Regions from separate parts of the Mus musculus genome. Here all the other regions are linked to region 5. The links are chromatin contacts, called in public HiCAR-type and promoter capture Hi-C maps. All regions are on one chromosome and are shown on one strand. The core of a region is the stretch at or near the end of the contact, and the rest is flanking DNA. Distances in the headings are between cores, read along the strand shown. Region 1 overlaps Spred2 (sprouty-related EVH1 domain containing 2). Region 2 holds the start of Cep68 (centrosomal protein 68). Region 3 holds the start of Actr2 (ARP2 actin-related protein 2). Region 4 holds the start of Rab1a (RAB1A, member RAS oncogene family). Region 5 holds the start of Etaa1 (Ewing tumor-associated antigen 1). Region 6 overlaps Spred2 (sprouty-related EVH1 domain containing 2).

Evidence for each region. Promoter capture Hi-C pulls out the DNA fragments that hold promoters and counts their contacts. HiCAR-type assays count read pairs that join an accessible place to other places.
Region 1: a promoter capture Hi-C map of liver shows a contact between it and region 5, with 4 times the contacts expected there. The contact joins the enhancer-like site here to the promoter of Etaa1 in region 5. A contact is called at or near these places in 6 of 39 promoter capture datasets (the C10 cell line, embryonic stem cells, hippocampal neurons and 2 more) and 2 of 115 datasets of contacts at active chromatin or transcription factors (astrocytes and embryonic stem cells).
Region 2: a contact with region 5 is called in a HiCAR-type map of astrocytes, with 3 times the contacts expected there. The contact joins the promoter of Cep68 here to the promoter of Etaa1 in region 5. A contact is called at or near these places in 2 of 39 promoter capture datasets (hippocampal neurons and pre-B cells) and 1 of 115 datasets of contacts at active chromatin or transcription factors (astrocytes).
Region 3: a HiCAR-type map of astrocytes shows a contact between it and region 5, with 4 times the contacts expected there. The contact joins the promoter of Actr2 here to the promoter of Etaa1 in region 5. A contact is called at or near these places in 2 of 39 promoter capture datasets (hippocampal neurons and pre-B cells), 1 of 115 datasets of contacts at active chromatin or transcription factors (astrocytes) and 1 of 9 other capture datasets (liver).
Region 4: a HiCAR-type map of astrocytes shows a contact between it and region 5, with 4 times the contacts expected there. The contact joins the promoter of Rab1a here to the promoter of Etaa1 in region 5. A contact is called at or near these places in 3 of 39 promoter capture datasets (hippocampal neurons, liver and pre-B cells), 1 of 115 datasets of contacts at active chromatin or transcription factors (astrocytes) and 1 of 9 other capture datasets (adipose tissue).
Region 6: a contact with region 5 is called in a promoter capture Hi-C map of hippocampal neurons, with 4 times the contacts expected there. The contact joins the enhancer-like site here to the promoter of Etaa1 in region 5. A contact is called at or near these places in 5 of 39 promoter capture datasets (embryonic stem cells, hippocampal neurons, liver and 2 more) and 1 of 115 datasets of contacts at active chromatin or transcription factors (astrocytes).

The regions. Positions count from the first base shown.
Region 1 is chr11:19,960,660-19,964,743 of GRCm38.p6, reverse strand. The region is part of intron 1 of Spred2 (sprouty-related EVH1 domain containing 2); the gene reads right to left. Among named protein-coding and RNA genes, the nearest start is that of Spred2, 38 kb to the right of the region's middle. Within about 2 kb of position 1,738, at least 78 of the 459 cell types and tissues checked have an H3K27ac peak or open chromatin away from gene starts, as enhancers often do. A contact at or near this core is called in liver and pre-B cells, where this site is marked.
Region 2 is chr11:20,247,406-20,251,359 of GRCm38.p6, reverse strand. Cep68 (centrosomal protein 68) reads left to right here and starts at 1,936. Exons shown (of 7, transcript NM_172260.3): 1 at 1,936-2,053.
Region 3 is chr11:20,111,570-20,115,695 of GRCm38.p6, reverse strand. It overlaps Actr2 (ARP2 actin-related protein 2), which reads left to right and starts at 2,745. Exons shown (of 9, transcript NM_146243.2): 1 at 2,745-2,891. The coding sequence starts at 2,844.
Region 4 is chr11:20,198,741-20,203,255 of GRCm38.p6, reverse strand. Rab1a (RAB1A, member RAS oncogene family) reads right to left here and starts at 1,844. Exons shown (of 6, transcript NM_008996.4): 1 at 1,604-1,844. The coding sequence starts at 1,626.
Region 5 is chr11:17,951,089-17,955,414 of GRCm38.p6, reverse strand. Etaa1 (Ewing tumor-associated antigen 1) reads left to right here and starts at 1,540. Exons shown (of 6, transcript NM_026576.4): 1 at 1,540-1,852; 2 at 2,712-2,837; 3 at 3,087-3,163. The coding sequence starts at 1,621. It overlaps Etaa1os (Ewing tumor-associated antigen 1, opposite strand), which reads right to left and starts at 1,445. Exons shown (of 3, transcript NR_131915.1): 1 at 1,330-1,445.
Region 6 is chr11:19,977,836-19,981,897 of GRCm38.p6, reverse strand. The region is part of intron 1 of Spred2 (sprouty-related EVH1 domain containing 2); the gene reads right to left. Among named protein-coding and RNA genes, the nearest start is that of Spred2, 55 kb to the right of the region's middle. Within about 2 kb of position 2,362, at least 200 of the 459 cell types and tissues checked have an H3K27ac peak or open chromatin away from gene starts, as enhancers often do. A contact at or near this core is called in hippocampal neurons, where this site is marked.

The sequences.
Region 1 (4,084 bases), core at 489-2,988, 2.0 Mb before region 5:
TGAAATCACACCACCTCTCAGCCCACGATGGCTTGTTTTAAGGGCTCAGAACCCAAATGACTAGTGGCCACAGACTTGGTCAGTGGTCTGGGGGCAGTCACTCCCAATGGTGTCACCTGGGTCTCTGATAGGAGAGGTGGTGGCACGTGGCGGTAGCGTTTAGAAAATGTGGCTGCCCCAGGCCCACCTAAGGCCTCAAAGAAAGGCAGCTGGCCTCCCTCCAGGTTCCACTGTGGCACCAGTCAGGTCACCTCAGCCTCTGTCTGTCAGACTCAGTCAAGGAAATTTGTATTTTAAAGTACTCACTGGAATGCTGGCTTGGGATTTCTAAGCATAAAAAGCAAGGGAGACTCTCAGGGGTAGGTGTTCCAGGGCCAAGGAGTTAAAAACACTAAGGCTATTTGTCCCGTCCCCTCATCCCCAACTCTTCACTTTTCCTCTGACTTCTATGTGCATACTTATAACACACACACACACACACACACACACACACACACACACATACACACCCCTGTAAAAGGACAAACCACAAGCACTGAAGGTCATTTCTCACCTGTCTGGGTCTCCTATGACTTGGCTGGAGCCTTCATCCCTGGGATTCCCAACTGAAAACCTTTCAAAGGCTGACATACCAGGATGGAAAAAAATTCTCTTATCATTTGGAGAAAATAATTTCAGGCTGGGTGGATAAACATGTACAGGAAATGCTTCTATAGAGGTCTTGATCCTCTGAAGATTAACACCCACGGAACAGGAGACCAGCCTCAAACTCAGAGGAAATAGGCAAGTTATAAAAACAGGAAGAGCAGGAAGTTTATTTTTGGATGAATATTTGTTCTAGTGACGCTCGCTCTCGACGCTGACAAGAACCTTGATCCGCAGGTCGTCCGCTGCAGCTGAGCGGCTGCGCTCCGTGGCTCCACAGAGGGCCTTGCCTCACTCCTGCATATCTGCCTCACTGCCCCTGGCTCAGGACTCCTCTCCAGCAGCCCCGTAGTCCTACAAGATCTCTAGCTCAGGCAAAACCTCACCCACCCCAGCCCCAGCTAGCCGAAACAGACTATCTCTGCAAGGCTGTCAATGAATTGCTAATGGTTGGTATCCTCCCAGTGTTGCAGCGTGATGGCCTCAGCTGCCCTCAGCAGACTGGTAACCTATCCTGTTTTACACTCAAGAGTTTCAGCCCCAACACACACACACACACACACACACACACACACACACACACACACACACAAATAAGAATTTCAAGATCACAAAAGAGCATTACACCAGGTGCAAGGCCGAATGTGACAGCACAGCTTACACCCGGGCCCTCGCCCATGGCTCCCTCTTGGTGGGAGTGGGGGTTGAGGGGGTGCTACTGTCGGGAGCACTGGTTTAGAGCTGTTTTATTATTTACCTCTCATGCCTCTCACCTCATTAGACCAAGTGCCCCAGGGCCCCACTGCTTAGCCATCACTATGCTCTCTCCTCCACCTGCCAAAGAAACCACCAGGCACACAGTAGGCTTGTTGTGACTTCTACTCAACAGTCAGGAGGAATTTTGCTCTCCACTCCTCTCACCTGTAGAGTCTCCTATGACCTTGGCAGGTAAACCCACAAAGGGAAAATAAGAATCTACCTGGCATTTTCCTTTTACTTAGGAGGAAAGGGCCTGTCCTCTAGAGCAGCAGAGGTCTTGAAAGGAAACTCCTCCCATCAGCCACTAGACGAAGCCAGCTGCCAGACACTAGCTGTGCTGTTGACTCTGATAGCCGTTTCACGGGTGCACAGAACAGCACAGCACAGCATAGCACAGCACAGTGGGTGGAGAGACTGGGATGAGGAGTCTGCGTTGCTCTCTGCCCTTCCTCCACGATAGCATGCTGACCCCAGGGGAAGAGCTTGAGTTAATGATGGATTTCTCTGCCTCAGCCATTAAAGTAGGAGAGATGCCTGCAGTGAGCTCTCGTCTTCTCGGCAATGGGTGAGCTTTACTGGGAAAACGCTTGTTCTGAGCAGAGACAGCGAGGGAGGAAGCTTGGGGGTCAGAAGAGCATCACCTCCCTAAACGGCAGATGTCTGCTCACTAGTAGCACTAGTCTACAGGTGTAGCTTGAACCCAATACGAAGCACTGGCTGGCCTTGAACTTGCAGTGGTCTTTTTGCTGACTGCTGGCATTACAGGTGTGGTCCCCATACAAAGCTTGCTTCATTATTTGTTTAAGAGAAAGAAAAACACTGGAGGTTCCAAATAGCTTCCTAACTATGTAGGCAAAGTTGATTTTTCCAGTAATTCAATGAGTGTGGACTGTCTGTCCCCATATCAGATGGCACGGGGTGGTATTATATATCTGCAAGCAGTGTGCCTCTAGTATCAGGTCTTCACCGTACTGAATGAAGGACCCTTTGACTTCAACAGGCATACCATCATTGTAACAGCAGCTGACATCTGAGATGTTGGACAGACACTGGATCAGGGTCGGTGACTTATTCTGTCTTCTCCGAAGGCACTTGTGAAATCCATGCTCCCCTTGTTTCTCCATTTCCACCCGTACTTCAGAGTCTCCCTTTAAAAAACAAGGTCGCTTGTGACTGAGATGGAGACCCACGTGGCAGTGTGAGTAAGCTGGCACTTGTCAAATGTCCATCAGCCTTATCCAAACAGTATCGTCCCCATTTTACAGATGAGACTCCTTCAGGTGAAGGGGCAGGCTTCGTCTCCAGACCACGGCTTCTGTGGTTGCTTTCTCTTTGGTGGGGTTGGCCATCCCTCCACAGCATGGACTCCTGCCAGAAGTATCTCATTTTCCACGGCTAATGACAAGAAGGCCTGACTGAATTGCTGGCTTTTGCACAAAGAAATGGTTAAGTCCACCCAGTTCCCGGTTTATATACTAGAGAGCGACAGGCAAACATGCTCAATATGGGGCCTATAAAAGAAAACTTACACGAAAAATGTAAAATATACCATAAATGCTTCTAAGTTATTTCTGAACCTAACAAAATCTCACGGAGTGCAAGACATTTGCGAGCACATTGAATGGAGGGGGTCACTACAGTACTTGATTAAAACAAATTCAGAGCCGGGAGGTGGTGGCACACGCCTTTAATCCCAGCACTTGGGAGGCAGAGGCAGGCGGATTTCTAAATTCGAGGCCAGCCTGGTCTACAGAGTGAGTTCCAGGACGGCCAGGGCTATACAGAGAAACCCTGTTTTGAAAAAAACCAAACCAAACCAAACCACCATATCTCCTATTTAGATCTAGGTTGTCAAGCTAAAAACAACTATATAGACATATGCTTCACCAATACTGAAAAGCTAGGACAGTAAGTCTCTAACCACCATTAACTATGACTCACCCAGGAGGCTTGTGCCACACAGGTTACCACACTACGGCTGCTGCGATCCAGCCAAGTGTTTCAATCACCTACTAATATAAAGCTTGCGAAACTCAATCCAAGCCCTTGAGGTAGAGATTGAGTGTCTCCCATTGGGGCGGGGACAAAAACATTATCTGTGTCCAACAAACGATGTTGGGGCAACACGACCCTGTGGGCCAGGTTTCTTCACCCAGCCTGGTGCCCTGTAAAATGGCCAGGTCCACAGGCTTACAGCCCCATGTCTGGTGACTTCTTAAGCCAGAAAGGAGCCAGGAAGCACCTCTACCATGCATTTCTGTGAAGGCATGGGGAGGTCTGTCCACAGACGGCTTATAGCATGGGCTCTTATCTGTGGGATGTCTCTTGATCTCCAACAACTACAGCAACACAGAGATGGGAGTGATTTTTCTCTAACATATGCACTCACATGTGTCAACACGTTCCCATTGGACTCACGAACTTCTCCTGAGTATACAATCCATTCATTAGCAGACAGTCCTGCTTCTCAGACTACCCCAATATTCCCAGTGCTCCTTGGCTTAGAGGTAAATTTTGCCCTCCTGGCCAGTCAACACAAGCCTCCAATTTAGCCAACATCTACAGGCAAAGTGGAGCAGCTGCTACCATTCAGCAGGCTCAGCAGATGGGCTGAGGGGGCTCACTCTGCAGTTTACTGGCCTAGTAGAAGGCCCAGTGGCCACTGAAGCTCTAGGTCTTC
Region 2 (3,954 bases), core at 687-3,186, 2.3 Mb before region 5:
GTCCCTGAGTGGTGCAAGATCTGTCACACTGGTGCCAGCCTGCCTCTGTAAAATACCACCACCACTGGAGTTATCAAAAAACAGCAACTATCAAAACAACGCCATCTCCTCAGTCTGCAGGAGGTGCCCCACAGAAGCTGGTACCACTTTTCCCATCTCAGCTTACCGTGAAATAACCATCACAGGAGCTGTTCACAATGGCAACACCTCGTCCAGCCTCCCCAAGCAGCTGGGCAGTGATGGAGCCTCAGCCAAAGCAGCCTGTGGCTGGGAAGGTCCTCCCATCCCAACCCATAGGCCCGATGCAAGGAAAAGGGGTGGGGAAAAAAAACCCACCAATCCCTGAGCTTCAAACAAAAACATAGTAATCCCTGAGCACAAGAATCCACCAATCCCTGAGCTCCCCAAGCTCAGGACTTGAAATCCTACCAATCCTCATCCTGGAAATCTCTGTCCTGAAAAGCCCCACCCACTAAGAAACCCTATATAAGCCCTGCTCTTTGTTCAATTCCCTGCTCTCTGCTCCTGGAGCGGAGGTGGCCACCCCTGGATTCATCCCTCCACATTTTGGACCCTCCAATAAATATCTTTTATGAGCTTTGCTGCCTGGTGGTACTCTCTCATCAGAAGCCAAGAAGCAATGAAGAGAAGGAAAGAACAGGAGTGGGGCTGAGCTGGGGATACCCTCCCCCTGGGAGCTGCAACACCTCAGTTAGGAGGCTTCCTCTTAGAGCAGTGTGGTTCCTGGGCTTCTGTGTTTCAGGACGCCCTTCCAACTGAGCAAGAACACTTAGAGAAGGCCGCTGGGCCAAAGTCAAAGAAGAGTACAGAACACATCTGGTTGAGACCATCCAGGTGCTCAATCGCATTACCATATTTACTGCTAAATGACTTCATACGTCCTTTATTTATTTTTTCCTTTAAACAAGTAACTGGATACACGCTGGTAAATGCTACCTACCTATTTGACACATTTCGGTTCTGAATTCCTTTTTAACTTTTTCCTTCTGGGTTGAAGAGAGAATTCAAGGCCTTGCATATAACAATACACTTTTACTTTAAAACACCCAGTATGGGGAAGACTGGGACAAAATCAGGAGTTCAAATTCAGCCTGGGATACGATGAAATTTACACTCACTCTCTCTCTCTCTCTCTCTCTCTCTCTCTCTCTCTCTCTCTCTCTCTCTCCACACACACACACACACACACACACACACACACACACACACACAAAACAAAGCCAAATAAAAAGCTGGGCATGATAGGGTTTGCCTGTACTCCCTGCACTGGGGAAGCCGAGGCAGAAGGAGCACTATGGCCAGGCAGGCCAGCCTGGCAGTTAAGTTTGTGGTCTTAGGTTGGATTAAGTCTCTGTCGTGTTAAGATCAGTCCAGCTCCTTCTCTAAACTTCACAGGCCCAGAACACTGTGGAAGTCCCTTCTCCCACTACTGGTGAGACAGGCTGGGCCTCCTGAGCCTCAGAGTCTCAGGACGGTGGCGAGGGGCCGGGGGTGGGGGGAGGGAGGGAGCTCGACCCACACCTGGTCCCCTCGCCCAACTTCTGCCCGATGCCCAGATTCGGACATGCCCTGGGGGTTCCACACAACGCAAAAGGGGAGCACCAAGCCTGGAACCACCCTCCCAGCCGCGGAGAGCACGTCGACCCAAACACCGCAAGCCTTCGATCCGCGGAGAGCGCGCCTTGCTATCCGCGTGGGCCTGCGTGGACGCCAGGACCGCGAACACCCAGCTGGCACGCGCGTCCGGACAGCGGAGAAAGAAGCTCCGGCCACCCATAGGCCAGGGTCCTGCAGGGGGCGGGTTCCCATGGCAGATACGAGCTGTGGATTGGTGAAGCATCCGAACGGAGAGTTTGGATTGGTTGCTTCATGGGGCGTCCTCCGCGGAGAAGCGGCAAGGGCGGAGGGCGTGGCGGGCGCCTGGCCCTCCCTCCCCAGGAGTGCGGGCGCCCGCGGGAGGCCCCGTCGTCGCCGCCTGGGACCCTGGCCCAGCTACGCGGGTCGCTCGGGACGTGCGGCGGTGTGGAGTGAGGTAAAAAGGCTGTGGCCGGCTCGAGTGTCGCGGCGCCAAGACTCGAGTCGGGGCATTCCCCTCGTGCCCGGGGCTCCGCGTGGGGGACCCTGGGGGAGGCCCGCGGCCTGGAGGGCACAAAGGCTGGCCGCGATGGGGGCGCCTCGCGCGTTCGCCTCCATCTTGCGGACCGTGCCGGGTGGAGGCGAGCGGAGGGGCAGGCTGTGGAGGGCCAGCGCGGCCTGCAGAGCGCGTGGGGCCGCACCTCTGGCAGCCCCATGCAGCTGTGCGCGCGTCGACCTTGGTCGCGGAGAACCGGCGGGTCACAGCCACAGCCGCTCGCGTCTGGACGGCTGCTGCTTCCATGGCCCAGTGAACGCATCCGGAGGAGGAAAGCAAAGCGGCGCACTTTTTATCTCTAAGATCTACCCTTGTCATCTGTCACCTGTTAGCCAGTCTCAGCAGCCCGGGAGCACATGCCCCAAACTTAGTAATTTTATAATTACCATGTTTTATTCAATTAAAAATTAAAAAAATAATAATAAAAGCTAAAAACTCCCAGTGCCCGAGCAGAGTAGACCTTACTGGGAATTGATGGGGTCCGAGACAAGGAAAGAGGTAGTCTGGTATACAGCTTGCGACACTTTTTGCTTTGGGCTTGGTTCAAATACAAGCCACTACTCACCTAGTTCTCTCCAGCGGACTGGGTTAAATTCTGGATCACTTAGGAACAGTGGGTGTAAGGGAACCCAGCTTCACATCATCACAGAAGCTTTTAAAAACTTTTTCCCTACCCCCACAACTGAAAAACATACCCTTCTCTGGGCAGCCCATATGGGCCTGGGTTGGCAATGAAGTGGTTTCCCCGCCCCCTAACAGGATGAAAGGTCTGTAAGGGAAGGAAACCAAAAGAAAACAAGAACAAGTGAAGCCCAACGTTGAGGGAACCGGAACTTTTAAAAGCCTTTAAGTTGTTGGATTATTTTTACAGGTTAAGGAAGCAGCTGGGCTCTCTGAATCAATTCAGACTTTAGTCCCTTTCATACTACTAATTCAGGATAAATTCACGTGTGCCTTAGTTCTCTCATCTATAAAGTGGAATTTAGGCCCCAGCACGACAGGACAAAAAAACATGGCTAGGAAGAGTAATAGTGCCAATTCCAAGGTTTATAAAATACCTAAGATAAGAAGAAATACTTAGACCTACCAGAGCACTCGGGAGAGAGAGGCAGGTGGATCTCTGAGACTGAGCTATATAAACACAGAGACCTGTCTTAAGATGCCCCACCCACCCACCCACCCAGGTACCACTACCAAATATCTGTATAACTCTTGCTTCTTCTGGTGTCTGTCTTTCTGTCTTGAGGCCATCCCTCAAACCTTTTGTGATTGCTGCTCTGACCCCAGAGAGTATTCTTAGATTTATGCTTTTAAAGTCCTTACCCTGTTGTGGCAGGAAGAGGCTCTGAAAATATGTACCAGGCCTTGGGCCACCACTGCCCACCCCTCTGTCAGGGCAGTACCACTACACCACCACTATCCACCCACATGACCACAAAGTTGAAATTTCTTAAAAATTTTAATTTTTTGAACATTTCATATAGGGGCTGGAGAGCTCGCTTAGCAGTTATGTGCACTGGCTGCCGTTCTAGAGGACCCAGGCTCAGTTCCCAACACCAACCTGGCCTCTACAACTTCAGTCCCAGGGGACCCACCCCTCTTCTGACTTCTGTAGGTACAACATACATGTACACAAAAATAAAACCTCAAAGCTAATTCTAAAGAGGAAGTTTTCATATGTGTATGCAGTGTGTGTCGCTTGTATCTGTCCCTCACTATAGCTCTCCTCAGGAATCCCCATCATGTGAAACAGTTATTTTGTGTGGAGGTCAGAGGCAGCATACTGCATGTGGTGGGGAGAG
Region 3 (4,126 bases), core at 1,496-3,995, 2.2 Mb before region 5:
CTGGCCCAATGACAAAATATTAAACTTAGAAACACCAAGCATCAACAACCAGTACTTGAGTTTAAATAGTAACATATGTAACAAAACTGAAATTTGCAAAGTGTTGCCAGTAAGATTAAGTAAGGTATCGGTTCATACTTTACCTAGAAGTCTAAGGGAGTGCTAGGCCTAAAATTTAATTAAATAGGATACACTACCATCTTGTAATTCATTTAGTACAGAGTACCACTATCTGCTTGACTGTGTGCAAAATCATCAGGGAGATGTAACAAGCTGGGTCAGAGCCAGAGAATAGCCTGATCTACATATTGAGTTCCTAGTCAGCCAAGTGTTAGAACACTTGGAAGTTAACTTTTGACACTATACCTTCCAAGTTAAAGTTTCTGTTTACAGTAAGACAGTTAAGGATAAGTTGTTTCTCCTGTGTTAAAGTCTTTGCAAGTTAAGGTTTCTATTTGTAATTAAGAATAAGTTTCTCTGAAGAACCAGGCTTGATTTGGTACCACTGAGATGATGACCTGAGACCCCCACTGGAAATCTCCAATCTTTTGAAAAAACCCGGAAGTGAGGAGTGTGCACGAATGCTGAATGTTTGGGAATGGGAGGATGAGTGAGGCTTGAAAACACCACACTGAAAATCCTGCCACAGCCAACAGCAGCAGCCCTGTTAGACATGAGCTAAGTAAGCACTGAGTTTGTAGAAAACATAACATCAGCCATCTTGGAATAGAGAAACAATGGATTTACTTACTTATGAAAAACAAAAAAGCTGTCTCTTCCCAGGGAAGGCTAGAACTAGCTTTCCTGTCTTGGCCGGTGCCGAATGGGTGACTGATTTGGGAGAGGAGGACCTGGGTTCACCTGTGGGGCTGTGTTGTGAAAGGCAGCCTGGCCCCTGCTACTGAGGAGAAAGATGGAGCCCGGGTCTTGAGCCCACCTTCACTGTACCGTAGCACTTGGTACTGTCTATGTGCCCTTGAGAAGGCGCGTGGGGGATTTCACAGTCTGAGAATGAGTGTGTGTGAGTGAGGCGGTACCCACATTCTCAACTTCAAGTCATTGCAGTTTCTTTTTCCCAGAAAACAAAGGGGTTTGATGTTGCATTTCATAAACTAACTGAAGTTCTGGAGTTAGAGGATATAGAAATATAAAAGTACAGTTGTTACAAAGTAAATGCAGACTTCAAAGACAGAAAAAGCCACAACCCAAACCAAAATTTAAATGCTTGAAATTGGCATCATAAACAAGCTCTCTCCTGACTTGTATTGTGGCAGTCGGAATGCCCCCAGAAAACTGTGCCAAAGAGTTTAGAAAAAAAATGTACAATAAAAGCAAATACACTCGAAGCCGGGCGTGGTAGCGCACGCCTTTAATCCCAGCACTTGGGAGGCAGAGGCAGGCGGATTTCTGAGTTCGAGGCCAGCCTGGTCTACAAAGTGAGTTCCAGGACAGCCAGGGCTATACAGAGAAACCCTGTCTCGAAAAACAAAAAAAAACCAACCAAACAAACAAAAGCAAACAAACAAAAAAGAATAAGTTTCTGTTTCTTAGGTCTGATGTAAACTGCAAAACAAGTTTTCAGCCTAGCTAAACTTGGGATTCACATGACATATACTCTGACCCTTGACTCTTCCCTTTCACTGTATCTAACAATTCGCTCACATCTCGCCCATAAAACGGACCTCAAGCGACCGGCAGCGGTGAGACAGGTGGTTGGCCAGTCCTGGTGTACCCCAAAATTGCTCCAATTGGACAATCATGGATTTGGTCTTTTTAACTTAATATTCTTAGTTTTAACACAAGGATAGACAATGCGACCCTGTCTCAGAAAACAAAACTAAACTAAAATTAAAGGAAAGAGTTTTGTTCTTTGTTTTCGAGAAAGGGTTTCTTTGTTGTAGCCTTGGCTGTCTTAGAACTAGCTCTGTAAATAGACCAGGCTGGCCAGGAATTCACAGAAATCCAACTGCCTCTACTTGTGTGCTGGGATTGAAAGCAAGTTCACCACTATGCGCTAAGTGAAAGCATTATCTTTCTTTTTTGACAGGGTTTCACTTTATAGCTCTGGCTGACCTGAAACTTGCTATGTAGACCAGGCTGGCCTCCAACTTAGAAATCCGTCTGCTTCTGCCTCCCAAGTGCTGGGATTAAAGGCGAACGCCAACAGTGCCCGGGTGCATATTCAATTTCTTAAAGAGGTGCGTGTAACACTTGTCCCTGTTTCCAAGGGAGGTTACAGAGGACCTCAATTTTAAAGTCTGCATTTGGCAACATGGTGAGTTCCTGTTTGAGAAAATCAAAGAGGGAAGTGGTGAAGCAGAAAGAAACGAAAGCATCCCGCCAGGCTCCTAGGGCTGCATGCAACTGGAGGTGTGGAATAAACCGGAGGTTTGAAACTTGTAGGTGTATCCACCCAGGCCTAGGAGCAATGACACATCATGCCTCGGGACCTCCAGGTGGCTTTCGGTCTTCCTAGCCGGCTGCTCCACCCTTCTCCACTGCCGTCCCGCCACACACCCTCCGGCCTTCACCTGCCTGCCTCCTGTACAGCCGGCCCGGCCGCGCCCTAGGTCCCGAGACAACTTGGTCAGAGCCGCCGCCCCACCAGCCAAGCGCAGCCCCGGAAGCAGAACGAGGCGAGAGGGCGCGCCCGGGTCCGCGCCGGACAGCTCTCATTGGCCTTCTCGGCTGCCAGTCCCCGCTCTTCTTTTCTCTCTCTGCACCGCCCTCTTGGAACGGCTGCCGGGCGGGGACTTCCGGTTTGGGCGGAGCGGCGGGCCGAGGGCGGGGCCGTGTGGAGGAGGAAGCAGGCCAGGCCGGGCGGCGGCTCACCAGGACGAACCATGGACAGCCAGGGCAGGAAGGTGGTGGTGTGCGACAACGGCACTGGGGTAAGGCCCGGCGGGGCGGCCGCGTGTGTGTGCGGGGTGCGCGCGGGCCCCTCGGCTGCGCGGCTGGGCTTCGGGGGCGCGGGCAGGCGCGCGGGCGGGCGAGCTCTCGGGGGGCGCCGGCCGGCCCGGAGCCGGTGGCCCGGAGCTAGGCTACCCGCGCTGCACCCGAAGGCGGCGGAACCTGTCCCCGCGCGCTCGCAAGCATCCGCCGGCGTGCCGAGAGATGGGTCTAGACGGTGAGAGGCCCTGTCCCTCGGTGGCGAGGAGGTCTCCATTTCCGAGGCTCGCCTGTGTTCGTCCATACAAGACCTAGCGGCCTTCCTCTTCCTGTGTAGCGAAAGATGCCGAATGCGAGGCAGGAAACGGGTTCCGCAGAGAAAAGAGGAAGTGCTGTCAGGCCCCGGGCCGCGGCTGGAGTCTGCCCCGGGAGAGCGTGTGGGCTGTCCTTGTCGTCTGTGGTTTTGAGAGAGGGGGATGGTCAGCAGCTCCTGCTTCACCTCTTGCTTTGCATGCCGCCCTATTATAGACCTAGGACCTCTCAAGTAAATTCTAGTGGGAAGTTGGATCATTTCTGGTTCCTCCTCTGCTTCATTTTTTTTTTCTGTTAAGTACAGGATAGACACGTTAGTCTTGAAGATGCTAAAAATGTCAAAATAAGCCTAAAGTTCTGATTCAGAAAACTCGTTGCAACTGGTTTCTTTCTATCCCCAGTTAAAAGGGTGGAGCATCAAAGTTCCAGTTTTGAAGATGCAACTGTTTCTGACTCCTTTAGCGATTTGCAACATTTTGTGACTTTTCTCCTCTCTGCCACAGAGACGACACACAAATTAAAATAGATTTTACTTGAATTACACCTTTGAAGCCAGATTGTTGAAAGGGGAAGGAGCTGGTATTCACTGCCATTATAGTGCCCTTGGTTGAATTTGTTACAAACTTTGACAATTATTGTACTAGCTTCATTTAAGCTAAATCTGGGCTAGAATAGGATAGGTAACAATACAAAGGGACATCCATACCACTGCTGTGGTAACAGCCCTAAGATTCAGTAACTTAAAGGTTTTTAAGCAACCCCATTTATGTGCTCATTAGAGATATTTATATTTGCAGACTTCATGAAGGGATACATAAAATGCATCTCATTTTTTGAGATAAAGGATAAAGCAGTGAGGGAAATGGTACAATTTTATAAAGCTTCTAAATTATCAGGAAAAAGGTTTTTAAAGCAAAGCCTGTAT
Region 4 (4,515 bases), core at 595-3,094, 2.2 Mb before region 5:
CCCCAATTCAACTTTGCTTAACTAAACTAATTTTGCCCTGGGAGAGGGGCTGCAAACACAGCACCTGTGTCTCCATGTGAACTGTTCCCAACTTTTTCAAGTACAGAAGCCTGGCCAAGCACATAGCTCTGTGGATACAGTGCCTATCTGAGTTCAATCCCTGAAGCCACAAAGGAAGAATAAGCTCCCAAAAGTTGTCCCCTGACCTCTGAAGCAAGCAAGGTGACACCTGTGCACCTGCAATCACAGGCATCACACACACAATAAAAAAAAGTATGTAAAATTCTACCAAGATACTAAGACCTCTGCTTAACACAAACGGAAAAACCATTTCAGTATTAAACCAGTCTTAGAAAACCTGAACTTAGAATGTCTTTTGCAAGAGTCATGTGACACGCACATGACAAGTCAGCCGAGCTGATGGTTGGACCTTTCATGGGGGCACACTTAGCGGTAACTGACCAAAGCAACAAATAAAGCCCAGCTTTTACGGCAATAGTGATTTCTCTTATTAAAAACCAACAAAAATCCCTCTCCCTTAAAGATTTCTGACACTAAAGTATAATAAAAATGGCATCTCTTAAAGTTATTTTCATATATGGAAACCATAGGAGAATTTTGGGTTCAAAGAGAGAGCCTAACAATGTCTATCCAAGAAAGGAGAAGCGCAGTTCCCATGAAAGGTGCCAGGTGTGTCACATCTGCTACAGTGACTTCTTGAGTAAGCAAGAAAAAGGAATGCATTAACTTTTCATGACACGTCATGGAACCTCATTTCCTATCTACAGGCATTCAAGCAGGTAATCTAAAACCTACATACAACTCTATCATCAAAGGCCCCATTAGTTTCTTTTCAAAACTGTCTGCAAACTTGTACTTTAACTTGGTGGTACCAGGAAGACATTTCTAGTTTATTTTTAGTTCAGTTTTGTTCTTCTTTTTCTTCTTCTTAACCTACTGGAGACAAAAGGTGACTGGGAGACTCATGTCTCCCCTAAACCAAAAATTTCACAAATGTCCAGGATTTTGTAAGGGTCACGTCTCACAAGTCTCACAGAACTCTCCCAGGAGACAAGCCCAAAAGAAAACTAAACATTATAAATAGCTCCTCACCATCTCCTCATCCCCCTCAAGCCCACGCAGTCCCAAGAAGCATCCATATTACCTAAAACCCAACAGGGAGAGAGCTCTAACAAGCTCGGGATTTACAAGTAAAGCCGACGCTGACAGCTCCGCAGAGCCGGCGCAGGGTCTGACAGTGCCCTCTAGCAGAGCTCTCCCACCTACCTCCCCTTAAAACCAAGTCCTCCTCCAGCCGTCACTGCCTCCAGAGACGCGCCCCTCCTGGCTACTGTCCGAGGCCCTCTCCCCAACGCCCAGCCGCGGCACCTAGCTCCCCGCCGGCTGCGGTCGGGACCCGGCCCGCAGGCCCGACCCCTCCCCGCTGCGCTGCGGCCCTCGGCCTTCAGACAATGGGGCCCTCAGGCTGCTCCGTCTCCTTCGCCCGGCCGACCTTCCCGGCGCTGCGCAGCGAACCTCCCGGCGGCCCTCACCCCCGGCCGGCCGCTCTCACCCCGGCCCGCCCCGGCTCTCCTGCACTCACTATTCGGGATTCATGCTGGACATGTCACTGCAGCTGCCGCCGCCGCCGCCGCCACCACCGCCCTTGCTGACGCAGCCGCCGCCCCAACTCTCCGCGCCACAGGTAATGGAAAGGGAGGAATGAGCTAAGCTGTTCCGGTAGAGCAAACGTCGACCCCACTCCGACCCTTAGAACACAATCAGCAGCCGCCGCCACTCAGTGATCGCTTCCACCCAAAATGGCCGCCGGCGAACCAGGAACTGGGGAAGCCTAGGCCAAGGGGCCTGGCGCGGCCCAGAGGGCGGCAGCGTCGCGGGGCACGCTGGGAAAGAGAGTCATGAGCACACCGCGCGCTGGGCAGCCCGACCGGGCCGAGGGCTGTCTGCACTCAGCTTCCCACTAGGCCCCGCGCCCTGAACGCATGCGCACTTTCGAGCTTGTAGCCCGCCCCGTCCCGATTCCCTCACCCCCACACCCCGCCCTTCCTGCTCCCCTCCCCGCTGGCCTGCTGGCTAGGACTTCGCTCGGACTCCCCCTAGCGGATTGGCTAAGGCCGACCGGGCTGTGTTGATGTCATCAGTGAGACGTGGCAGCAGGGCGAGTCGGTGCCCCATCGGGAGGGGAGGAGGAAGGAACTCGGCGGAGGGCGGTGCCGCAGCAGAGGGGGAGGGGGCTCCCAGGAAGCCTGGGACAGTGAGGAGGGGTGGAGACAGCTTGACGAGCTCTGCTCAGGCAAGACCACAGGGGCCATCACCATCAGGGTCTGAGGCTGCTCTAAGGACAGCAGGAAACTCAAGCGGCCTCTGTAGACCTTGCGCTTTCTCACTCACCCGACTCCTTCTCTAATTTTTTTTTTTTTTTTTTTACCGTTTTACTCTAGCAACTTGATGTTGCAATAGCTGCAAATGGACCCTGTTCTAGTCTCTCTTCTGCTCACACAGCCAGATTTCCCTGTCTGAAACTGCTCCTCCATCTCGACCTCCAACCTTTAACATTGTGCTGTTGAGACACAGGCTAAAGTCAGCCTTAACCAGTCTTCTCCTCCTACTTGAGGCCTAGACTTAAAAGTTGAATTGTTTTCCGGGATAGGGTTGGGTTGGGTTGGGTTGTTAAGTTTTGTTTTTGTTTTTTTTGAGGGGGGGGGGTTGCAGTTGCTTTTGCTGCTCTTTGTTTTTTATTAGTACTAATTCTGTGTCCGTCTGCACAACTGGGCAGTAATAAGTATTTTTTTTTAAGCCATGAAACTCTTCAGTACGGACTCCAGAACTAATATTAATACATTTTTTTAGACCTAATGGTGTCAACTTTAATCAGCTCAGGAATTTAAATCTCCGCTAAACTTTAACGCATTATCTTGCGTTATTTATTACAAAGGGCATAGTATAATACACTGACCAAAGTTTATCTTCCAACTTGTTCTAAGCAAGAATATTATCTCCTGGGGCCAACTGTAGATTTACTTTTAATTTCTGAATTTCTGTGACATCAAAATATGCAAAAGAGGCTGTTCTCATGACTAACCATATACTCAGAACATATTTACACATCCCTCTGGCGTTCCTCCGTGTGTCCTGACAGCCTCATCAGACCACACATACATAGTTTTGGGAGTTTTCTTGTTATTGTCTGGGTTTTGGTTTTTGGTTTTCTGAGGCAGAGTTTCTCTGTGTAGCCCTAGCTGTCCTGGAACTCCCTCTGTAGACCAGGCTGGCCTCGAACTCAGTGTTTCCCTGGCCTCTGCCTCCTGGGTTCTTTTCCATACTAACTTCTGAAATGACCCTAGATGGAGGTTTACAGCCCTGGACCCTAAAGCCCACCATACTTCCTCTTATCATTTCACAGAATAAAAACTCTGAAGTGTCCTAAACTCAATTTTTCAAGCAAAAATTTTGTTGTTATTGTTGTTTTGTTTTGTCTTAGGATTTATCATGTAAGCCAGACATAGCATGCCTTTGACCCCAGCCCTCAGGAGGCAGAGATGGGTGCTTCTCTGTGAGTTTGAAACCAGCCTGGTCTACATAGCAAGTTCCAGAACAGAGCTACATAGTGAACCTCTGTCCCAACACCCACCCCAAATCTGTCATTTAATTTTATGTATGAGTGTCTCTTGCCTGTGTGTGTATGTGTGTGTGTGGTGTGCCATGCATGTGCCTCTTGGCCTCAAAGCCCAGAATAGGGCATTTGATACTCTGAAACGTGAGTTATAGTTGGTTATGCTGGGTTCTGGGAACTGAAAACAGGTCCTCAGCAAGAACAAAAAGTGTCCTTACCAGAGAAGCCATCTCTCCAGCCCTAGCTGGGGTTTTATTACTGATATTTTAATATAGACTTAAACATAAAGATTAAGGAAGAAAGCAGACACTCAGAAAGAAAAACACTATGGAGTGCACTACCCCCATACATACAGATACTACCACCAAAACTCCATTTTTTAAATCTCTGTCTCTTTGGAGATAAATTTGCTCCACTTTCATTGACTATTTCATTTCCCAACAAATTATCTTCTAGTAACCTTTAACCTAGCTGACAAACAGAACAATGTGAAGTATATGTAACAGTTCTTCCTTGACACCCCAAAGCCTGACTGTACCTGTGTATGTGGAGGACAGAAAAATTCATATCTTAGTTACTGTGCTACAGTAAGAAAATAAATGAGCGGCTGTCGTGACTGTGGAGTAATGAGTGCCCGCTTCCTACACCCCTACTGCATCAAGGGTGTTATTGAGATTAAGATTCCTTCTCGGGCTGGTGAGATGGCTCAGTGGTTAAGAGCGCCGACTGCTCTTCCAAAGGTCCTGAGTTCAAATCCCAGCAACCACATGGTGGCTCACAACCATCCATAACAAAAATCTGATGCCCTCTTCTGGAGTGTCTGAAGACAGCTACAGTGTGCTTACATATAATAAATAAATATTTAAAAAAAAAAAAAAAAA
Region 5 (4,326 bases), core at 291-2,790:
AAGCACTTTATCTGTCCCATCCATTTATTTGTCTGTCCCTTCACCGCTAGAACATTGTTGTAAGTCTTAACCACTCTCCTGACATTTGGGTGAGATTCAGCTTCATTATGCTTCAAGAGATCAAGAAATTTCTTGTCTCTTTTTCCTTTTTCATTCCATGTCTTAGAGTAAAGGTATCCTCCCTTTGCACAGGCATGTGCCTCCCGCTCTGAGACTAAGGGCATCAGCACTGACTATACACCAGTTTGGGAAGAATTGACTCTTTAACAGTAGTGAGTGACACAGACCACAAACACAGCATAGCCCTTTTTATTTTGGCCTTCAATTTATTTCTAAGGTGTTTTATAGTTCTCTCTGTAGAGTTGGCACTCTTTTGTTTTACTATTTATCGCAAATCATATTCTTTAAAAACTTAGAATTTGGTTTATTACTAATCTATTAAAGCACAATTAACCTCCGAGTTTCACTTTATTTGGGGCATGGAAGAAGGCACAACTACGCTGATGATTCTGTTCAGGACCTAGACCTGTGGTCCTAGCACTGACAAGCTTGAGACAGGAAGACCAGGAGTTCACAGCGAGACTGCATTAAATAAGGAGGCAGGGCACACATAAGACACTGTCTGAAAAACAAAAAGACAGACACACTTCATGATAAGGAAACTGGAGTGTTACAGATATAAAACCAAATAATCTTTATGGCTATCTTTAGTGCCCTAAGTAGCCATTAAGGACCCAGCTGTCAGGATTGGCATCCTGAAGGCTAGCAGGTAAAAACTTTGGAATGCACTGTTACCAGATCACTAACTTCCATCAACGAAAGGATGGGTCTCATAAATTATATCCTTACCTAAAGCCTATGGACGAATCATCTCCTGCTTTGCTGTAACCCACCTACTACCTGTTGTCCCCAACAAAGCGCCTGGCAAATGCTTTGTTTTTTGTTCTGTGACTGTTAAAGTCTGTGCGATTGCTTTTATATTGAAACATGTTTTTAGGCCAACCTGAATCAATGCTCCCTGGCCATGGAAATTATTACTTGATTCAAAATAAACACTATTTTATTCCTACTAAGATGACAGCTCTGTTTTGCATGTACAGTTTCCAGCGACTGTTAGTTTATTAAATTAATACGTTTTCCTACATTTTGGAGCTACGCACATAACAGAACATCTATGAACTATTGCGTTTATTACCTCCTAAACTATAGTCTTTATTTTCTCATATTATCGAATAACACACCATCATTTGAATCTTAGAAATAATCAATTAAATTTTAAATTCAATAAGAATCTGTCATTGTATATGAACTCTTTACTGTCTCACATACCAAGTTCCTGTCACAGATCCAGAAAAGGGTCCTGCAGTTCCTGCTAAGTTGGACGAGTCTGATGGTAGACCTCAGAAAACTCCTGTTTCCTCAGCCCTGGCCGCAGCCTTCTAACCCCGCCCCTCACACTGACGCAGCCAATCCGCACCATGCGTAGTAACCCGCCCCTAGACGGAGGCAGCCAATTAGAAGCAGCGTATTTTGCGCGCCCGACTTGCAAAGATGGCGCTGCACGGTGGCGCGCGGGCTCTCTGTCGAGCAGTTGCCCTGCTCCGCTGTAGCAAAATGTGAATGCAGCTGAAGGACGGTGGCACGGGAATGAGTCGGCGAAGGAAGCATGCGGACAGCCCTGCCCGGAGGAGCACGCCGCACAGGGCGGCTGCTAAGAACTGCCGCCCGGCGGCAGAGCCGTGGCTGCGGGAGTCCAGGGCGGCCTGCAGCTCCCAGCTCCGCCGGGCGGGAACGCGGTCTGCGCGGCGGGCGCAGCGGCAGGCAGCGGCTGACGGCGGGCGCAGTCCCCGGGGTGAGGAGAGGGCGGGGAGCGGAGCCTGGCGGTGCAGACCGGGCGGGAGGCCTGGGGCTGCAGAGCCGAGTCCGGTAAACCGGGCCTTTTCTGAACGTCTGGTTGTGGGCGGGGCCTGTGCCGTGGACTGTGTTCCGGAAACTGGGCACCTACGCTGGTTGTTGTTGTTTTCCTCGCTGTTTTGTTTTGCAAAAAGGGCCACCTCAGAAACCGTAGTGTGCTCCCGGAACTTGCTAGGTGTAACATCCGGTTAGCCCAGCAAACCGATGGCGCGTTCATTTCTGTAAACTTGGAGTTAAGAGATATCTATCCCAATAAGGACCAAACTCATAACCTCTATCCTAGGGTGTGTCCGTAAAATACAATGTCTGTTACCTTGCTTGTTTCTGCTATGAATAAAACGAGGCTGGGAAAGAAAAATAACATTGTAAACCTTCAAGTGATTCTAGACAGAGCTTCCCTAGAAACAAATCACTATTGGTTTTGGGGTGTATGGAGTAAAAAAAAAATTGGGTCGAGTTTACAGGAGGGGCCTTGTGAGAGTTTAGCTTGGCTTTCTGTTTGGATGCATTTCCTGTACATCTGCTGACGTCATGGAGGTACCTAAAGCCTGGTGATAGTAATTCAGTGATCAGATGGTATCATTCCTGGGCCTATGGAATTTTCAAAGAACACTTCCTAACTACAGTGCTAAACTTATGAAGTATTAAGATATTATTTTCATTGAAACATTTCTATTGTGGTTAAAGTAACTGTCTTTAGGAGACAAGCTTTGTATTGGACATGAAAATTAATTGTTTGACTTTAGCTTTTATGAAGTAACGTAACACTTAGAAGCAATGATTGTCATCTTATGCAGGAAAGGAGACGCCAGTACAAATCGTGAAAATGGATTTATTATCCTGTACCTTCAGTTCTCCAAATGATCCAGATGGACAAACTGATATCTTCTGGGATCAAAATTCTCCAATGACAAAGCAGTTAGGTAATCTGTTGTTATTTTTATGTGGGTAGGTGCTTGAAGAATTATTGTCGGTAAAATTTTAGTCTGGTAACATCATAATACAACGGTTTTGGGTTTTTTGTTTTGTTTTTTAGAACCTCATGTGTGATTTTTCTGTCTGATTCTAGGGTGGAGTCATTAAGTTGTACTGATTACAATTGTTTCCTAAAAAGTGACAACTGATTTTAGAATTCTTGGTCTAAAATTCATAGAAATGTCTTGTTTCTTTAGGTAAAGGAAGAAAAAAGCAGATTTCCAGTGCATACAGTGATGAGATTTCACATATTGTTAACCGTATTGCTCCTCAGGTAAGTATGGCAAATCTCATAGTTTATCAAACAGCAAAGATTGTATGTGGTGTACTTGCGTGGTTCTTTCATATGTAAAGTAACATGTTTATAGAGCAACCAAGGTTACATTTGGCTTTTCTGACTGCATGCCTTGAAAAAAGGAACAAACTGTAGAATGTGCAATATGGTCATATATCATAATCCATGGGAGATGGTTTCATGACCCCTTTGGATAACCAAATCTCCTGATTGTGAAGTTCTTTGCATAAAGTGGTGTGGTTTTGTATGGTACCCTGTGTGTGGCTGTCTCTCCTTTTCTTCATTTATTCTTTCATTCATGTGATAATGCTGAAACTCAAACTTGGGGACTCACTTTTACTGGGCCTGTGCTCTGCCACAAAGCTAGCCTCCATTCCTTCCCAATTGTTTAAGTCATCTCTAGGTTATTTATTCCTTAAATAATGTAGTTAGTTGCTATGGTGTACTGAAGTTTTTATTGTTTGTGCTTTATTGATTAGTGTCAGTCATAAGTGCCACAGTAGAGAGAGAAGCTCACCAAGGTGCTAAATCTTCATTTTCGAAAGAGCAGAGGGGTTCAGCTTTCTTGGGAAAGACTGACACCCAGCTAGCTCACTCCAGTTACTTTATTCAAACATTATGCAAGGTTAATTGGGGCTGGGAAAGGTTCCAGCTGCCTGTGGCAGACAGCCCACTCAGATCTCCATCCCTTTTGGCCACAGCCAGCCATAATCAAAAGTAAGAACTCAAGATGTGCCAGGAGTGTCTTAGGACCAAGGTTGGTGTAGCTGCCAGCAAGCTCACAATGAGCAGACTCACTAGCGAGACATTTCTTCCAGGTTTCAGCAGACTCAAAACAGTTTCTCAGCCTTTACTGATTGACCAAAACATGGCAGAGGCTTTGCTGAAGCGTTTCACTCTGAGCCAGACACAAGGGCTTTACTGTGCATATCTCTACCGTGCTTCTTCATTGTCCGTAGTAAAAAGTTTCCCTCTTGCAGTTTCTTTTCTTAGTATTCTTAACGACTTAGAAAATCATCCAGGAACACTGTAAAATCAGGGAGGTCGCTGGATTTAGATGTAGCCCTTATGAAGCCTCTTGTGCTGTGACACCTAGGGAGTCCGTTAAATGTTCCTAACCCAATCCACTCAACCATAAAGTA
Region 6 (4,062 bases), core at 1,113-3,612, 2.0 Mb before region 5:
GTAGACCAGGCTGACCATGAATTCACAGAGATCTGCCTAACTCTGTCTTTTCTGGTTTTGTTTTGTTTGTTTGTTTGTTTGTTTGTTTTGGTTTTTCGAGACAGGGTTTCTCTGTATAGCCCTGGCTGTCCTGGAACTCACTTTGTAGACCAGGCTGGCCTCGAACTCAGAAATCCGCCTGCCTCTGCCTCCTGAGTGCCGGGATTAAAGGCGTGTACCACCACGCCCGGCTCTTTTTTTTTTTTTTTTAAGATTTATTTATTATGATTACACTGTAGCTGTCTTCAGACACACCAGAAGAGTGCATTGGATCCCACTGCAGATGGTTGTCAGCCACTATGTGGTTGCTGGGAATTGAACTCAGAGCCTCTGGAAGAGCAGCCAGTGCTCTTAACCACTGGGCCATCTCTCCAGCCCTGTTTTTATGTTTTCTAAGAGACAAGATCTTATACTGTAGTCCAGGCTGGCCTAGAATTTACAATAATCCTACTTCGGCTTCCTGAGTGCTGAAATTACAGGCATGAGCCATTATGCTTGATGAAGTTTTGACAAAGTGAACCACAAACTGAGTGTTTTTAACCAAAACTCTGGGGGAGCTCATATACATACATATATCCAAAACTATGTATTCTAGTCAAGTCAACATGCTCAAAGCTTTCCTGACCTTGAAACACAATCTTAATGAGAAGGAAAAAGGCTCTCATTTTGGATCTGAAATATTTTTAATATCAGCAAGTGCTGTTATTGAATGTGTACTATATATACATATATGCACATATGCACACAAAAATAAACGCTACAGATGTGGGCAGGGAATTCTTAGCCAGACCCCAACATACTCCAAACACTATTCTTCCTCATTATCATCCTTGACCAAAATTAGCAAGTTACGGCATAACAGGTGGCTTTCATTTATAGAATGTAAAATTAATGAAATTTAAAGGTGGTTTGTCTTGAAAAACAAGCTGGCCATTCTTTTTTTTTTTTTTTTTTAAAGAAAGAAAAGAAAAAAAAAGCACACTATAATCTACAAACAGAACATACTGAGCAAACTCCTTCCAAGTTTTCTAAATGTGCTGAAACCAATAAATGAAATAAATCTGTTTACCAGGAGTTTAAAATTCATACACCTGAAGAAAACCAAGGCTTTACTATAGGCTCTATGATAAATAAACAGGAACGAAGCCCGCCTTGCTCGCTAGCTTGGTAATTCCAGATCTGTAGATGTTCTCTCTAAGGGACCGCAGGATTTACACCACAGAGGGGACTGTGTAGTCAGTGTTTCATCTCAGGCAAATGTATGGGCAGCCAGCGGTAGTACAGGTCCTGACCCCAGGCGGAGAGCCCGTCCAGCAAGGCAGACATAGCACAGATATAAACTTAACTAGAGCATCTGTCCCGGACAAGAAGGATTTAAAAAGTGTCCTTTAAAAATATGAGGAGACGCTGAACAGTCTGTCAACACACATAGGAATGTTTAATATACTCAAATAAACAAGGCATGTGCCTCCACTAGCCAGGCATTGTTTAAATTTAGTGAGTGAAGAAAAGAGAGAAGGTTAGACAGGCAGCCACAGCCTCCCAATTATGTGGAATGATCCTTCAGGTCATGTGGAAGCTATAATTAAATGTTGCTATCAAGTCCCCACTCCCTTTTCTTCTACCTTGGAAAAGTTGATGCTCTGATTCAAGCAAATTGTGATCGGCAAAAAATAAACATATCAGCTGAGGAGGGGAATAAAGCTTTCTTGGATTAAGCCACACAAAGGGGGGGGGGGCTGGGTAGACGGTACGGATACTGAAAGATATTCATATTAGACTGTTGACACCAGATAACACCCTTAGCTACCCCCCTAGAAGGTCTGTTGTCCTTCTGTTTCCAAGCAGCATCCTTAAAACTTATTAATATAAAATAATGGGTTAAAGCCATTTTGATGTGAATCTCTAGGGAGATTCAGAGAGGGCGATGAGTGAAGAAAACCTATTCGATAGAAGATCAGTGGTTACCTGTCTTTGCATGTGGGTGAACACACAAACACACACACATACACACATACACACACACACACACACACCCCACACAGGTCCTGAGGATAATGTTTCTCCCAAAAGAATGTTACACGCAAACACTGGACAGGTTCAGCAGAGAGGAGAACAAGGAGAAACTACAACCCAAGCAAAGAGCCGGCACGTACCTGCCCGGAGATGCCATTTCCTCTACATTGTGGAGTCCAAGGGCTGCCCGTTAGCATCATCGCTACGATAAAGCTTCCGATAAAAATGGATCCTCTCAGGCTGACCTGCGAACCAGCTGGCTGCTGAGCAGTAGTTTCCCCCATATATGATTCAGTCTCCTTGACAAATATACTGCATTGTACCGGATGAGTCATCGGCGGGTTAGAGTCCGCAGTTTACAGGCCCGTTGTCATTACCCACCCACTTCCTGCTCCTCAGAAGTAGAAGCTGGGAGGCTGGCAGCTGACAGAGGCTGGGATTTTTCAATTAAAAAATTGTTTAAAAAATTCCTGTAAGTTACAATGATCAGTCATTGACAGACGTCCGAAATGCACAGGAAGCCGAGCTCACACACAACGAGCTGCGAGCTCACACACACAGCGTGCTGCGATTCCAGTCTGTAGACCCACAAGTGTGAGCCGATTGTTGCCCTGCCAAGCCACGGAACTTTGTTCAGATCTGTCTCTCTAAAGCGTCTGGTTGGGGCTTTGTTGATTCCTGTGTTGCTTTCATGTCCAATCCGGCCTGACCTCAAAATCACCATTCTCCTGCCTCAGCTTCCCTAATGCTGGTATTACAAGTGGATGTGACCATGTTCAGCTTGATTCTTGGGTTGTAGGATTACCAATTACAGGAATTATAAAAACCTATACATAAAAATGATTTTGGAGGTGGGCATAGTAACACACTCCTGTGGCCCTCTAGCCCTCAGGAAGCTGCTGACACAGGACAAGAGCGAGAGGCCTGGGTTACACAGTGAGACCTTTTCTCCAAAATAAATCAGTAATGACCACACAGGGAGCTGGGAATGCGCTCTGTTGGGAGAGTGCTTACAAAGCATGCCTAAGCCCCCAGTTCAGTTCTCCACACTGCAAAAACCCAGGTGTGGTGGCCCATTCCTCAGCACTAGGAAGGTAGGTAGAGTATAGGAGTTCAAGGTCAACCACAGCCCCAGAGAGCGCCAGGTCAGACCTGTCTCAAAAGTTACAATTACTAAAGTATGTCAGGGGTGATATGAAATGATATGAGATTTGTTATAAATATTTTATGCTCCCCCCCCCCCCACACACAATAAGTAGTATAAAGGCAGGAGGTAAAGAAACAGCAAAACTTGGATAAACTGCTGCATCTGAGACTTTATTTTTGTCTTCTGGGTATCTTGAAAAGTTTGTAATCTTTACACGCATGTTTTCTTCACCTCCTAGGATGCCGTGTGAACCAGAACAAGGTCCGTTTTTACTTGGGCATGGAGCTGCCGTGCATGGAAACGGGGGTGGGGAGAGATACCTGCAGCCTGATACCTTGTGGGTGTGGGAGCTGAGGCTGAGGCTCAGTAAGTCTTCCAGCTGGGAGGAACCACATGCCCTTAGGCCACTGTGAAGGCTCCATCAATCCCTGGAATGAGCGGTTGGTATTCCTCTCTGGATGATGAGAGCTTCCTTGTGCTCTGAAGCCATGTTCATGAGCTCAGCTGTAACACTATGAGGGAGAGGCGTCCATTCCCAGATTCCTTACATGGCTTTGGCAATGTTCCCTGAGAATGTATGTAAGTCACATCCCGAGTTCCTTATACCAACAAAGCCCTATGTAAGGTGGCAGTGTTGGCTCAACTTACTTCATGCTCTAGTCATCTGGAAAAGAAGGCTTTTGATCTCATAGCTGAGAAAAAAAAGTCTAGTGGTTTTGTTTGCATGCTAAACAAAACTAGACGGAAACCAACCTTCGTTTCAAATCCTCTCCATGTGGACCAACTGTGAAAGTGGGCAAAGTCACTCTAGGAAACAGATGCTCTACTAAGTCCCAGATCCCTCCCTCAAGTCCTGAAAC